Linked DNA regions of Mustela erminea: region 2 is linked to region 1. The links are chromatin contacts, called in public Hi-C maps. All regions are on one chromosome and are shown on one strand. Each heading gives the region's core, a stretch centred on a gene start, on an enhancer-like site or on the middle of the called end of the contact. The rest is flanking DNA. Distances are from core to core; before and after follow the strand shown.

Region 1 (7,084 bases), core at 1,196-3,695:
CCCTTCTCCATCCCCAGGCCCCGCCCCGGTCCCCGCCCTTCACTCACGCGCGTTCGCGCAGCGTCGCTTCCCGGGCTGCGCAAGCTTCGGCTTCGGCCTCGGCCGCGCGTGCGCGTTGCTGTGCCTCGTCCAGCCTCCGCGCAGACTCCATGGCTGCCGCCTCCCAGCGTGCCAGGGCTTCTGCGGGAGCGGAGGAGCGAGGAGCGGGGAGCGGGGTCAGCTCCGAGACCTCGAGACCTCGCCCCTACCCAGCTAACGCAGTCGCTCGAGTTTACAGACTGCATACTATTTGCAGCTTTGCCTTATTTGAATTAAAATTGTGTGCTGTTTGCAAGACCTTTACGTGTCATTGGCAGAGATTTTCGTAGGTTTGTATTGCTTTCTGGAGTCATTCATGGCGTTTGCCTATTTTGTTGTATTTGCGTTGTTTGTGTGACACTTGCGTGGTCTTTTGAGTGTTATGTGCGTATGTTACATAACTTTTCGCGTTTATTGGCATGTCCTTTACGTTTGCACCCATGCGTGTCATTTGCGTAACCAGGAACCTTTTAGGCTCCTCCCACCCCAGGTCTGGTACCGTCTTATGCCCCAACGCACCTGTGAGTGCCCCGTTCTCAGCCCCCATCTGGGTCCCCTGTGCCTTGGCCTCTTCAATCTCAGTCTTCAGGGTCATCAGTTGGGTTTGAAGCCGGCTCTGAGGAGCGGAGAAGTGAGGAGTGTAGAGAGGTGGGAAGGGGCGGGGAGAGAAGAAGTGAAGTCTCCCCTCTTTCCCTTAACTTTATTTGGAAATGTCCTTTGGGAGTCCTGTGGCTGGAAAACACACAAGTGGCCTGCCATACCCAGCGGTGACTGCTGCTCTGTCCAGGTCCACTGCCCCCTACTCCAAGCCACCGGATGTGGAAACGGTTTAGCTCTGCGGTCAGACTGCGGTTCCAATTCCAGCTACGTCTATACTCACTGACTAGGGTTTCAGACCAATACAGGCCAGTTTGGTGGTTGGCAATGGTTGGGTTTCTGGAGTATGCTCCCTCCGCTATGGGAGACATGGTTCAAAACAATGGGCCTGGCCTCAGAATATCTCCCACGGAAGGGCAGAGTCAGAATTTGAACCCAGAGCAGGCTACTCTTAACCTCAGTGGCCTCAGGCCCTTCTCTTAGGCAGGCAGGTAAAGGGTAGAGGTCTGTTTTGGCTCTAGAATTCACACCGCTCAGTCCCTGCTGGGCCTGGTACACAGAAATAGAGAACAGTCATTAAATGAAAGATTGGGACTTTCAGGATGGTTCTTTTGCAAGGCCCAGGGCTGGGAAGGGTTAAGAAAGAGTTTGAAGGGGTGGCCAGAGGAAAAGGGAGGACCTGGCCAGTACCTCCCCCAAGAGGCCAACTTTAGCCTCCTAATTACAGGTGACGTGAATGTCCCTCTCTCGAAATAGGGCTGCTGGACACTGGCTGGGGGAGGTTGAGTGGGCACCCTAAGGAGAGGGTTAGCACGGGGCCTCCCCAGGTGGGTTCAGGGGTCTGGGGCTTCCCTAAGAATCACCAGCTATTATGCAAAGAGAACCGTGGGGACCTTCTTGGTCAGAAGGTAGACTCCAGGGGGAATTGGTATTGTGGATTTGGAAGGGACTATGGTGCTATTGTCATTTGCCCCCCTCAGTTGAAGAATTAGGGAAACCAATGCACTGGTGGGGTTGGGCAGCCCTGGGGATGTGAGTGCATGCCCTCTCCCAATTCTGGATTCCCCAGCCCACCATCCTGCCCACCAACCTGACGGCCCTGACAGGCCCTTAGTGCCTCCTCCAGCTCCCGTCCGACTCGGTTGGCCTGGTCCAGCTGTCTGGCCAGAGCCTCCTTGTGCTGGGTAGCCTCTGCCAGCCGTCGCCGCAGTTCTTCGAGCTCAGGCGCCAGGTCCTCGGGGGGTGCCGTGGCATTGGCCCCTGGCTCTGGGCAGCGAGGTCCCCGGGAGGTCGAGGAGGCCAGGTTCCAGGCCAGCAGGGCTGCCCCAGCTGCTGCCGCTGCCAGGAACACCGCAGCCCCACACAGGGCTAGCACCCTCCACGCGCGTCCCGGCTCTGGCCCCAGCTCGGCCATGCCGCCGTCCACAGCTCTGGCTCCAGACAGCCACGAGTATTTAATTGGCACCTTGGGGCGCCAGGGACACCCACGGCTCCGCCCCGCCCACCGTGGCTTCCCGAGTCTGTTGGGAGGGGCTGGACCCCCGCCAGAGGCCTGCCTAGGCTACATGAGGCCAGGACAGGATTGGGGGGGGGGGGTCCTTCGTTCCACTCCTGCCTCTGCACCCCATGTGCTGTCCTCCTAGCCTCAGGGTCTCCCCCACTGTGAAGTGGGGTTGGTCGGATTTCCTGCCCCAGTCGGCCAAGTGGGAACCATGTGAACACATCTTCGCAAAGCACCCATCTGCCTTGGGGGTACTCGCCAAGGCTCCCCATTGTGTTCATGGAAAAACTGAGGCTACAAGACAGGAGGCTACCGACCGACTGAGGTCGGCCTGGCTGTGGCTGTCACCGCTTCCTGTGACTGGCTGTGAGAGGGTCAGGGGGGCAGACGCGGGAGGGAATCGGTCCCGTCTCCCTGCCGGTTCTCCACTAGGCCGCCAGGGGGCGAGCTTACATCGCGAATCAGATCCAGGTCAGTCTCCAGCGCGCGATTTCCCGCAGCTCGGAAATGAATCTCCCCCTCCCCCCTCCTCCTCCCCCTGCTCTTCCTCCTCCCACCCTCCCCTTCCTCTCCCTTCCCCTCCCCCTTCCTTTCCCCCTTCCCTTCCTCATCCTCCTCTTTTCGTCTTCTCCGGGCCCTCCTCCATTTCCTTCGCCCCTTCTTCCCCTCTTCCTTCTTCCTACTTCTTCCCTCTTCTTTGCCTTCCCTTCTGTCCCCTCCCCCCCTACTTCCCCCTCCTCTTCCTCTTTCCCTTGCGTTAGGGTGACTCCTTGCTGGCCGCAAAGAATTGCACAAAGAGTAGAGCAACAAGCAGGACAGAGTTCATTCATGCTTCAAGGTGGGAGAGGAGCCCGACATTAAGAGAGATGTCCTCCCGGGTTTCTGTCAAGCTGGGCCTTTTAGGGGCTTTTGAGGACGTGAGAGGGTTGCAGCTGTGCCCTTGGGGCTGTGTGAGGAGGATGTCGATGCTTGGACCCATAGAGCAGAAGGTGACAAGTTTCTGGGGGCTGTGTGTGTGGAGGGGGGCGGGCTCTGGGCAGGCTTGTCTGGGATGTGGGTTTGGTCTTGCTAGAGAAGAATGTGTTTGGTGGTGTAGTGGTGGTCTGTTTTCTGGGAATGAGGGGCCCCCTGGAAAGACAGGGCCAGTTACAGACACCTGTGAGTTGTATCTGTAAGCTTGGCTGGGGAGGAGGCTTTGAGTAAGACTTTGATTCCCTCCTCTCTTTATTTGAAATTATTCTTGATTTGGGAAAATGGAAGGTCATTCTTCTTCTTTTATTTTTAAAGATTTTATGATTTTATTTATTTATTTGACAGAGAGCACAAGCAAGGGGAGAGGCAGAGGGAGACAAGAAGCAGGCTCCCTGCAAAGCAGGGGAAGCCCGACATGGGACTTGATCCCAGGACCCCAGAATCATGACCTGATTCAACCAAGTGAGCCACCCAGGCATCCCAGAAAGTTATTCTTTTTTTTTTTTTTAAGATTTTATTTATTTATTTGACAGACAATAATAGGCAAGTAGGCAGAGAGGCAGGCAGAGAGAGAGAGGAGGAAGCAGGCTCCCTGCTGAGCAAAGAGCCCAATGAGGGGCTTGATCCCAGGACTCTGGGATCATGACCTGAGTTGAAGGCAGAGGCTTTAACCCACTGAGCCACCTAGGCGCCCCCAGAAGGTCATTCTTCTGCAGCTACTTCCACTGAGCAGGGGCACAGAGCTGTCCCTACCCAGAGGCAAGAGGGACCAGAGTAAGGGAGACATCAGTAGGGTCTTGCTCTCTGAGCACGGGGCCTGAGTGTGAGCTTCTGAGGCCTCAGAGAGCTACGAAGGGTTGAGATTCCATCCTGGATAGAGATTTGATATTTTAAAATGCATGATCCCCAAAATTAGGGCCAGTCATATAACCGCCGAAGGTCCTGGGAATGGAATGAGCCACAAGAACCAAGACCAGATGTCTAGTTTCCAGGAGAATTAGTTCCCCTCCCCGCCCCCAGTTTTTCTATTGTTCCTCATTGTCCGTAGCTGTGTTGATAATTTTATCAGGGCTGTCTGAGACCCGACCCGACTTGTTTACATAGAAGCAGCATTCCTCCACAGTAAGGCACTGGTATGCCCCTGATAAGCAGTCTGTTGGTCTAAAGTCAGAGGATTTTGTTTTATTTTTATTTATTTATATATTTTTTAAAGATTTTATTTATTTATTTGACACAGAGAGAGAGTATATGCAGGAAGAGGTGCAGAAAGAGAGGGAGGAACAGGCCCCCCCACTGAGCTGGGAGCTGGATGCGGGGCTGGATCCCAGGGCCCCGGGATCACGACCTGAGCTGAAGGAAGGCAGTTGCAGAACCACCTGAGCCACCCAGGTGCCCTGAAGTGAGGATTTTGAAGACCTACTCTGCTACTGCCCTTCGGAACTATTTGTTACTTAAACTATAACCCCTGGAGGATTTTACTAGTTACCAAGCACATTTAGAGATGGCCTTAAGAAAAACATAGACTGGCAGCAGGTCTTTGGGGAGAAGGACGATACATGACCGTGAAGTTGGGCAGCTGGGGATGCCCGGCTCGTTCAGGGCGGAACGCCGCCCCTTCACAGAAGCCTGGCAGCGGGCAGCCGGGAACGCCGGTCAGCTCAGGTTGGAACGGAACACCGCCTGCTTCCCTTTCCCATTATCGCTCCTTTCTCTTCCCAGAAGCACCCATTGTTAGAGGAGTCCTTTGAATGTGCTTGCTTAACTATAAACTTTATCCTACTTCTTGCTTATCCACAAGACACGTGACTGATGTTTGCCCATCATCGGTCCTTCTGTTGGCTCTTGTTTCTATCTAAGAAAAGTGAGACTGTGGAGCTGCTCGTGGCTGCAGTCTTTTCGACTGTTGTCCCCTGCTCCCAATCTCTTGCAGCTGACTTGTTTGTGCCTCATTCTTCTCCCGTTGGAAGCGGCACCAGGGAATCAGTCTGCTTCTGTGTTGCTGGGAGTGTGGAAGCGAAATTGGCTACTTGTTGACTCAAGGGAAGAGAAGGTCCCCATGTAAGCATAGGATGAGCTATTCCTCCCTGTGCCTAACCCAGTTCCTGGAAGGATGCCAAGGAGGATGAGGGCAGAGGTTGGCTCAGTTCTGTGCGGGTGGGATACAGAAAGCCTGGGTTTCTTAAAGATTTTATTCGACAGAGATCACAAGTAGGCAGAGAGGCAGGCAGAGAGAGGGGAGGAAGCAGGCTCCCCACTGAGCAGAGAGCCTGATGCGGGGCTCGATCCTAGGACCCTGGGATTGATGAAGTTCTAGAACCTAGGTGAGGTTCGGTGGGCTGAGGTCCGGCGCCGATGACCAAGAAAGAATTCTTGAGACATCTTTGGTGCAAAATGGTGGTTTATTAAAGCACGGGAACAGGACCCGTGGGCAGGAAGAGCTGCTGCCCCGGGTTGTGAGAGATGGCAGGTTGTGTACCTTGCGGTCGGGGGAAGGGGAGGGGAAGGGAGCTTTCATATGCTAAAGAGGGCCTACAAGGTGCCAGGAGGCGGCCTTGCCCTTGTGGCTTGATCAATGTTGTCTTTAGGCCAGCGGGTAACATCAAGATAGTTGGGAGATTCTTGGTGGGGTGTTAGGATCCTGCTATCATTTACATTCCCTTCTACCTCAGCCTCCTCCAGTTATGGTGGGGAGGGAGACATTAGGGCTTGAGGAACTGAGAGTTCTTTGCCTTTGGAAATTTGTGCTGTTGATAAGGTAACCTCCCTGTTTGTAGATCTCCAGGACATCTGTAGAGCAAGGGAGATTCCTGTCTTGCAGGATTGTGATCTCTGCAAGTTAACTATTTGCTTATTGTTCACGGCAGTCAGGGCTGCCTGAGGGATGCTACACATATGACTGAGGGGGAGCGGATGGAGAGGGGGGTGCGAGGCGCCAGCTTTTGCTTTTGTCTTCAGCCAGCCTCCTGCTCCCTCATCAGGATCATGACCCGAGCCTCATCAGGATCATGACCCGAGCCGAAGGCAGAGGCTTGAACCCACTGAGCCACCCAGGCGCCCCAAGCCTGGGTTTCTACTTGAGCACCTGTTACAGTCTGTGTTAGGGGTGGGAGGGCTGGTGAGTTGGGAAAGTGTTGGTCAGGAATTAGGTACACGATGGTGCAGGGCCCCTTCCAAGTGGGGGCTTTGCCAAAGAGGAAGTAGGTTTGAGAGTTAGGCTCCGTGCAGGGTGATACGGTGGGTTGTACCCATGTGAGCAAAAATCCTAGGTGTGGGACAGATGGTTGATTAAATGGGCTTTGGAAAGGGAGACTCCTTAACCTTTGTTGTTGAGGAAGGCGAGCGCAGGGATGGTGTCAGAGATAGAAGTGGGCCCAGCAGGACTGAAGAGGAGGCCATCCACAGGTGGGAGAAGGCTGCTAATTGGAGTGGAGAGGTTGCAGAGATCTGATGCCGGAGCTGGTCTGCGGAAGTGGGGGCTAGCCCTAAGACCCCGTGGGAGAAGCGTCCAGGTTAACTGTTTCGTGCTGAGGCGGGAAGGTCTCCGGGTCCTAGGGGAGAGGGAAATACTGAAAAACACGTCTTTCAGATCTAAGACAAAAGACATAAGATTTAAGACATCTTTAAGATCTAAGACAGTGAAGTACATAAAGGAGGGTGGCATGGTGGGAAGGGGGGCTCTGGCTTGGGGAGGACTGACTCATTGATCGTTCTGAGATCCTGAACTAGTCTCTAGCACTGGTTTTTTGTCAGAAGGGATTGGAGTAATGTAAGGATTGTTAGTAGGCTTTAGTACATTTGAGGAAAGACGGGCGACTGGGTGGCTCAGTCCTTAGGCATCTCTGCCTTCGGCTCTGGTCATGGTCCCAGAGTCCTGGGATCTGAGCCCTGAGGGTTGGGTTCCCTGCTCAGCGGGGAGCCTGCTTCTCCCTCTCCCAC
Region 2 (7,084 bases), core at 2,031-4,530, 340 kb after region 1:
CCAAAAGCATGTCAGCTCTCGCAGGACCGGAGTTTTCTGTTGTCCTGATTACTGCTGGGTCCCCAGTGCCTGGCACGTGGAAGTAGTCGAAAGAATGAATGAATGAATGATTAGAATGAATGAATGATCAAATTAGGAGGAAGAGCCTTAGGTGATTTGGGAGCAGGAATAGTTAGAGGCAGGAGAGGAGGGGCTGGGGGGGGGGGGGAGAAGCTTTGGCATCTGGAGTCCAGGCGTGAGTGCCTTGGGGGCATTTGCAGGAGGAAGGGACAGGAGCAGAATCTTGGGCCAGCACGTGGAGCCCTGGAAAGATGGACGGCCTGGTAGCCCAGATGGGGAAGGTGGGGCAGCTCAGGTGGTGCTGGCCAGGGTGGTGATCCAACATGGGTTGAGGCCCAGTGTGGCCCAGGAGCCTGGATAAGAAAGGGCACCTTCAAGGTCCAATGGAATAAGAAAGACTGGGAAGACGGGGGAGCCCAGGGGCGCCCTTGCCAACCAGGAATTCAGCTGGGCCTGATTGAAAGGCAGTGAGTGACAGAGGCAAAGGGACACTAGCCCGGAACAGCTGACTGGGCTGGGCTCCCAGCTTGGCCCAAGGCTAGGTGAGGGGCCAGACCAGAGCAGAGCATCTGGGAGGGAGGGGGAATAGGGAGGGTCAGGGGAGTGGCGGGCATGGGGTGGGGGTGGGCAGGGCCACACTCATCCAGCAGAGCCAAGAAGGGAAAAAATGCTTCTTAACAAACTTTAGACCACACACACCCCGTCCTCCCCAGGGTTCCTCCTTCTGTTCCAGCTGCGGGAGTCACCCTGACCCAGGCCTTGAAGATAGAAGCGCCTGGCTCCAAGGCTGGGGCTGAGCCTGGAGCCCTTCCTTCCCTCCTTCTCCCTACACCTCCGCGCTCCCTTCTCCTCAACTGCCATCCCTGCTCGCCTCCTCCGGCCCCCTCTCCGGCCCTCCCACCCCTTGATTTGTGCGGCCCGCCTGCTGTCGTGTTCCAGTACCTTTTTCTATTCTCCCACTCCCTGCCTGCAGCCTGGGGAACCTGAGGCCCTGCGCTGGCCGTTCAAGCAGGCTGGAGTGGCACAGCTCCAGGGCTAGGGCCCCTGCCTCCCCAATCCGAACATTATACGCCATTTAAATCTCATAACCCCAAGAGCTGGAGACGATTATTAGCCTCATCCCCCAAGGATGGGGAAACTGAGGCCCGAAGAGACAATACGCCCGGGAACCATCTGTGTGGGGTTTTGAACTTACTCCTGCCGCACACACCAGCGTCCAGGCTCTTGGCCTCAGCGGCACAGCCAAGGCAAGAGCTCTGCTGCCACCTGGTGGACACTCGCGGCTCCGTCAGGATGGAGTCGCCTGTTGCCTTTTGTCCTGAGCAGGATAGAAGTAGGAGGCAGTGGGGGGGGGGCGCGGGGAGGGCGGGGGCGGGGGGGGGGCCTGACTACACTCCACCCCTCATCCTCCTCTCCCACCAATTTTCTGGTTTTTCAAGACCTAAATGTCCACCAAGAAGACACCACCTATCTCATCTCCTGCCCATGTTTGGCTTGCGACTACTTTAAGTACGAAAAGACCCTAGATGTTAATTCTAACACTCAGGAAAAATGAAAGACAACAGACAAAGATATATCTATAATTATAAAAGGCAGCACAAATGCATATTTTGGTCTCTTAACTGATTTTATTTTATTTTTATTTATTTTTTTTTTTTTAGATTTTATTTATTTATTTGTCAGAGAGACAGAGAGAGCACAGGCAGGCAGAGTGACCAGAAGGGGCAGAGGGAGGAGCAGGCTCTCCACGGAGCAAGGAGCCCTATGTGGGACTTGATCCAGGATGCTAGGATCATGACCTGAGCCGAAGGCAGCCGCTTAACCGACTGAGCCACTCAGGCATCCCTCTTAACTGATTTTAAAAAGAAATTGTATGAAAAAATATATTATGTCATTGGGCCTATAACATGTAGCAATGTATTTGACTTGACAATAGTACAAAGGAGGTGAGCAAAGTATACGAACAAGGAAATGACACCGTGTAGTGACGCTAATTCACAAAAACACGTGAAGAGAACCAGAAATGCAAATGGAGAAAATTAATATGACAAACTCTATAAATACATAATTGCCCTCTTCTATTTTCTCACATTCTTTAACAGCCATAGAACTTTTTAAAAAGATTTTATTTGTTTATTTGACGGAGAGATCACAAGTAGGCAGAGAAGGGAGAGAGAGAGAAGCAGGCTCCCTGCTGAGTAGAGAGCCCGATGCAGGGTTCAATCCCAGGACTCTGAGATCAAGATCTGAGCCAAAGGCAGAGGCTTAACCCACTAAGCCACCCAGGCACCCCAAACCATAGAATTTTAAGTGACAATTGCAACAATGTATTTAGGTTTATATCATACGTAGATATAATACGTTTAACAATAGTAACAAAATAATAACAATAATGAGACAAAAGTGGGGGGTAGAGGAAATTAATCATATAGTGGTAACATTTCCAAATCTCATTAAAATTAAGGCAGCAGGAGCCCCTGGGTGGCTCAGTGGGTTACGTCTCTGCCTTCCGCTCAAGTCATGATCTCAGGGTCCTAGGATGGAGCCCCGTGTCCTGCTCTCTGCTCAGCGGGGAGCCTGCTTCCCCCTCTCTCTCTCTGCCCGCCTCTCTACTTCTAATCTATCTCTCTGTCAAATAAATAAAATCTTTAAAAAAAATTAAGGCAGCTAAAAGATTCTAAATTAAGATATATGTGTTAAGCCCTAGAGCAACAACTAAGGAAATAACTTAAAAAATGTAGGGTCCCAGGGCCTGGCTGGCTCATGGGTGGAGCATGAGACTCCTGTTCTCAGGGTTGTGAATTCAAACCCTACCTTGGGTGTCAAGATTACTTAAAATATTAAATATTAAAAGAAAAAATATTAAACATATATAAAAATCATTAAAAGAATTAAAATATTACACTAGAATATAGTCACTTCATGGAATATAAAGCAATAAGGAAATATATTCTACACGCGAGCATTCCCTGCCTTCCCTGGAAGTGGAACGCTCAAACTACCACCCAGACCTTCCCGGGTGCCTACAACTCCCGGCATGCTGCGCACGACGCTCCTTGATGGCCACGGTGGAAAGGGAGGGGGCTAGTGGCGCTCCCTCTTGCGTAGTTTCGCTGTGGAAGAAGGAAGGGCTGTGAAAGGTTGGTGGATCTGGAGCCAGTGAAAAAGCAGATCTTGTTGAGCGTCGGAACGAGAAGCCAATGGGCGCGCAACTTGCAAGAGGCGGGACTTCCGTCAACGAAGTCTTGGTGAGCGGCTGCGCGACGAAAGCCACTTCCTTTCTCGTGCGACGGCTGAAGGGGATAGAGCGCCATGAAGGCCTCGGGCACGGTAAGGCGAGCGTGGCGGGCCGGGGGGCCGGGGAGTACAGTGCTGATCGAATCGGGGGCGCTGGCAGGTGGCGTGGGCCGCGTAGCGGGAGAGCGCTCTTGGCTGGGTCCGGTGCCACCGCGCGCCACCCCCAGGCCCAGCCAACATGGCGGCCATTGCAGGCGCCGCGTGGGGAGGCTGGTGCCGTGGTTCCGACCCGCTGGGGAATCTCGGGGGCCGGAGAGGTCGGCTCTCCTTTCCAGGGGGAGGGACAAATTGCGTGGCTTGGAAGTTCGAGCCACGGGACTTGGTCGATCTTCCAAGTCTCGGTTTCGCCATTTGCAAAGTGGTCACGGTGGGAGGAAACGTTAATATTTCTTGTTCCCTGACGGGGCAGTAAGAAGTAGAAAACTAAACCCGAGCTGACAAGGGGAGGTTTATCGTGGCAAGTGCTTAGTAAAATCAGAGGGCGTTGTGGCGCAGAGATGGAAGAGCGAGCCCTCGGGAGAAACAGGGTGCGTCCTGTACGGCTCCCCAGCCTCAGTTTCCACGCTGGGGAGGAGGCCAGCTGCATCGGTCCTTCCCTGAGCAGGTGGTCCGCGGGGCTGATTAGTCACATTTACACATGGAAGTAGGAGACAAGTTGGCGATATTTGGGGCCATTCTTCTTGTATTAATAAAATGATTGACGAGTCATTTACGAAGGTGGGTTCGTTGTAATATATCACAGTGTTTGGCCTTAGCCTACATCTTTGTCTTTGCATCTTTGTAAACGGGGAGATCCCTGGGAAGTCCAAACCCCTTTGGACTGCTGCTGGGAATACTGAAGCAGCTGCAGGTCCCATGGCAGCAGGCCTGGAAAGGGAACTGGATGCTTGTCCTGGTTCTGCCTGGAGTGGGCTGTGAGATCCCAGGCTGGCCACTGTCTTTGGGCTCCAGAGTGAAAGAGCACTTTGGGAAGATGTGAGCTGCAAAGATGCTGTGAAGGAAGGAGCCTGCAGGTTCAGGCTTCAGCTGCTTTCACAGGAATATAAACGGGAAGGACAGCCAGATTGACAGCCCTGCCCAGCTTTCCTGAGCCAAGGCAAAGGCTACACAGGCATCTTAATCCTCCCCGCCCTCGATCCCTGTTTTGGGAAGGCTGGGACAGTTGGCATGACCCAGTCACCGGGATTCCATATGGATGCCCTGTGATGGGACAGTCTGTTCTCACTCTCCTGATTTCAGTTCTCATCAGGCTTGGGAAAGGAAGCAAGGTGAATCTCACAGTTGGCCTCAGGGCTCTGGGTCAGGCCCCACCTCAACTCCTGTTTGTGTTTCAGCTGCGAGAGTACAAGGTGGTGGGGCGCTGCCTGCCAACCCCCAAATGTCGCACTCCGCCGCTGTATCGCATGCGAATCTTTGCACCTAATCACGTCGTCGCCAAGTCCCGCTTTTGGTACTTTGTGTCTCAGCTGAAAAAGATGAAGAAGTCCTCAGGGGAAATCGTCTACTGTGGACAGGTACGGGGTGTCTGAGAGCAGGGTGGGGTCTGGAGTGGATTGACACCTTCCCGTGGGGGTTCCTCAACCCACAGAATTCCCAGACTTCATAAATCTTGGCTTGTTCGCATGTGGTAATTAAGCCCTAGTTTGGGATGGGATGGATAAACTCCGTACCCTTTTCCTGATGAGAGAGCCCAAGGCCCGGGAAGTGTGTGGCTGGTATGCTCGGACACCTCGGCTGAGGCCAGCGCTTTGGCTGAGTCTCCTATAGAAAGTAGGCAGAGGTGCTGTCACCTGAGCACATTTGCTGTGATGGGCGCTGGACTCTGCATCAGACACCTGCAGGGTGGTAGCTGCTTTTGGGCGCAGGTAGTCTTGGGAGAGTAGTGTTTGGGAGGAGTCGAGCTGGTGGTCCACATGGGGGAGGTGTGCCGGCCTGGCTGGCCATGTCCGCTCCACTGTTGCCATGGGGATTTGTCTAGGACAGCAGGTTGCTTTCCTGTGCTCTGAGATTCAAGGACTGGGAAACAGATGCAAGAGAGGCCTGGGGAAGAGGATTAGCAAGGCTGCTGGCCTTCTTGTCTCAGCCAGTGTTTCTGGCACTTAGGTGTTCGAGAAATCCCCCTTGCGAGTGAAGAACTTCGGCATCTGGCTGCGCTATGACTCGAGAAGCGGCACCCACAACATGTACCGGGAGTACCGGGACCTGACCACCGCAGGCGCCGTCACCCAGTGCTGTGAGCTGCCGGGGCCGCACCCAGTCCTCCCATAGGGCTCTTGTTGCAGGGATCTGCAGCTCAGTCAGCCTGCACCCTCTTTCCCGCCCACTCCTTGCCAGACTGAGGCAGGAGTGCCAGAGTGCCAGAGGCTTCTTGGATTAGGGGATCAGGCAGTCCAGGGGTGGTGGTTGGGGGCAGGAGTGGAGAGGATGCTCGGGGCGCCTCTTCTGGAACCTGCCAGCAGGTGGAGCTTCAGGGTCCTTCACTTCTGCAGACAAAATTCCCACCCAGAGTCTAGCCCCTAGCCCTGGCCTTGTCTGTTGGGATCTGGCGCTGGTGGCCCCAGGTGCTCCTAGGGCGGGTTACCTGCCAGAGACCAAACCCAAGCACCTCAACCCAAGAACTGCTGTTTCTCATAGCAGCGGTTTAAACAGAGGTGCTAACAGCAAGTGGATCTCGTCGCCTTTGGGGGGCTGTGGCCGTGCCTCTCAAAGTGAATTTGGAGGTTCTACACCCCTGATATGCTAGTGCCTGCTGGGGCCAGAGGCTCCAGCCACCCAGTCCCCAAGTTGGGGTCCCTCTAGGCCAGCACTTGATGGGAGGTTTGAGGAATGCCCAGACCCCAGGGTGCACATTCGCCCTGCCTCCTTCCCTGCAGACCGAGACATGGGCGCCCGACACCGTGCCCGAGCGCACTCGATCCAGATCATGAAGGTGGAGGAGATTGCAGCCAGCAAGTGCCGCCGGCCAGCAGTCAAGCAGTTCCACGTGAGTGCCCAGGGCCCTGCTGGGCAGGCTCGGGAGAGGGGGGCTTCCCTGGACCGTGGAGCTGTCCCAGCTACTCCCCTGTCCCCCAGCCTCGGGAGCTGCAGGGAGGCACTGGGTTTGACGCAGGAGCCCAGTGGGGGGTTGGCACACCTCAGTGGCCCCTGAAGACTAGGTTGAGAGGCTTCCACCCCCCACTCACCCATCTCTCCTTATCACAGGACTCCAAGATCAAGTTCCCACTGCCCCACCGGGTCTTGCGTCGCCAGCACAAGCCACGCTTCACCACCAAGAGGCCCAACACCTTCTTTTAGGTGCAAAGCCTCTGTGTGTCTCCAGTTCTGCCCGAATAAACTTCTTGGGAAAACCAGGGTGCTCAGACACTCTTATTTTCTTTGTACGTCCTACAGAACTCAAGAGGGCACAGCCAGGCTATGAGTTCTCTGCTTAGGGAGGGGTCCTCCTCTCTGGAAGTGGGGCCCAGGCACCTGATTTCTCCAGAAAGGGAGTCCCAGGAGTGCCAAAAGCCACACCTCCAAGCGCTGTCCAGCCCACTTGGCTCCCCAGGGTTTTATCCAGCAAGGGTCCTGGAGCCGGAAGGCCCAGTTTGTAGCCCCAGCAGGTAGCCTTCTGCTGTGAGCTTTGGGGGGTGCTTTGCAGGCCCCAAGGTTTGTCCCCTAAACCTGTCCCACCTTATTAAAGGTCTCAGCTCCTATCTTTGGTGAGATGTGGCAGTCAGATGTCAGA

Evidence for each region. A called contact is a pair of places that touch in the nucleus more often than the background predicts.
Region 2: a Hi-C map of fibroblasts shows a contact between it and region 1, with 3 times the contacts expected there. The contact joins the promoter of RPL18A here to the promoter of CCDC194 in region 1. A contact is called at or near these places in 2 of 3 Hi-C or Micro-C datasets (fibroblasts and skeletal muscle).

The regions. Positions count from the first base shown.
Region 1 is chr1:13,709,275-13,716,358 of mMusErm1.Pri, forward strand. It overlaps CCDC194 (coiled-coil domain-containing protein 194), which reads right to left and starts at 2,446. Exons shown (of 4, transcript XM_032315166.1): 1 at 1,766-2,446; 2 at 598-694; 3 at 48-180. The coding sequence starts at 2,089. BST2 (bone marrow stromal antigen 2) reads right to left here. Exons shown (of 4, transcript XM_032315174.1): 4 at 6,393-6,696. The coding sequence ends at 6,462.
Region 2 is chr1:14,052,344-14,059,427 of mMusErm1.Pri, forward strand. It overlaps RPL18A (60S ribosomal protein L18a), which reads left to right and starts at 3,281. Exons shown (of 5, transcript XM_032315480.1): 1 at 3,281-3,390; 2 at 4,692-4,871; 3 at 5,461-5,590; 4 at 6,231-6,340; 5 at 6,559-6,707. The coding sequence starts at 3,373. The coding sequence ends at 6,651. It overlaps LOC116574718 (a long non-coding RNA gene), which reads left to right. Exons shown (of 3, transcript XR_004279458.1): 3 at 1,500-1,715. It overlaps LOC116581748 (a small nucleolar RNA gene), which reads left to right and starts at 5,956; the gene lies at 5,956-6,088.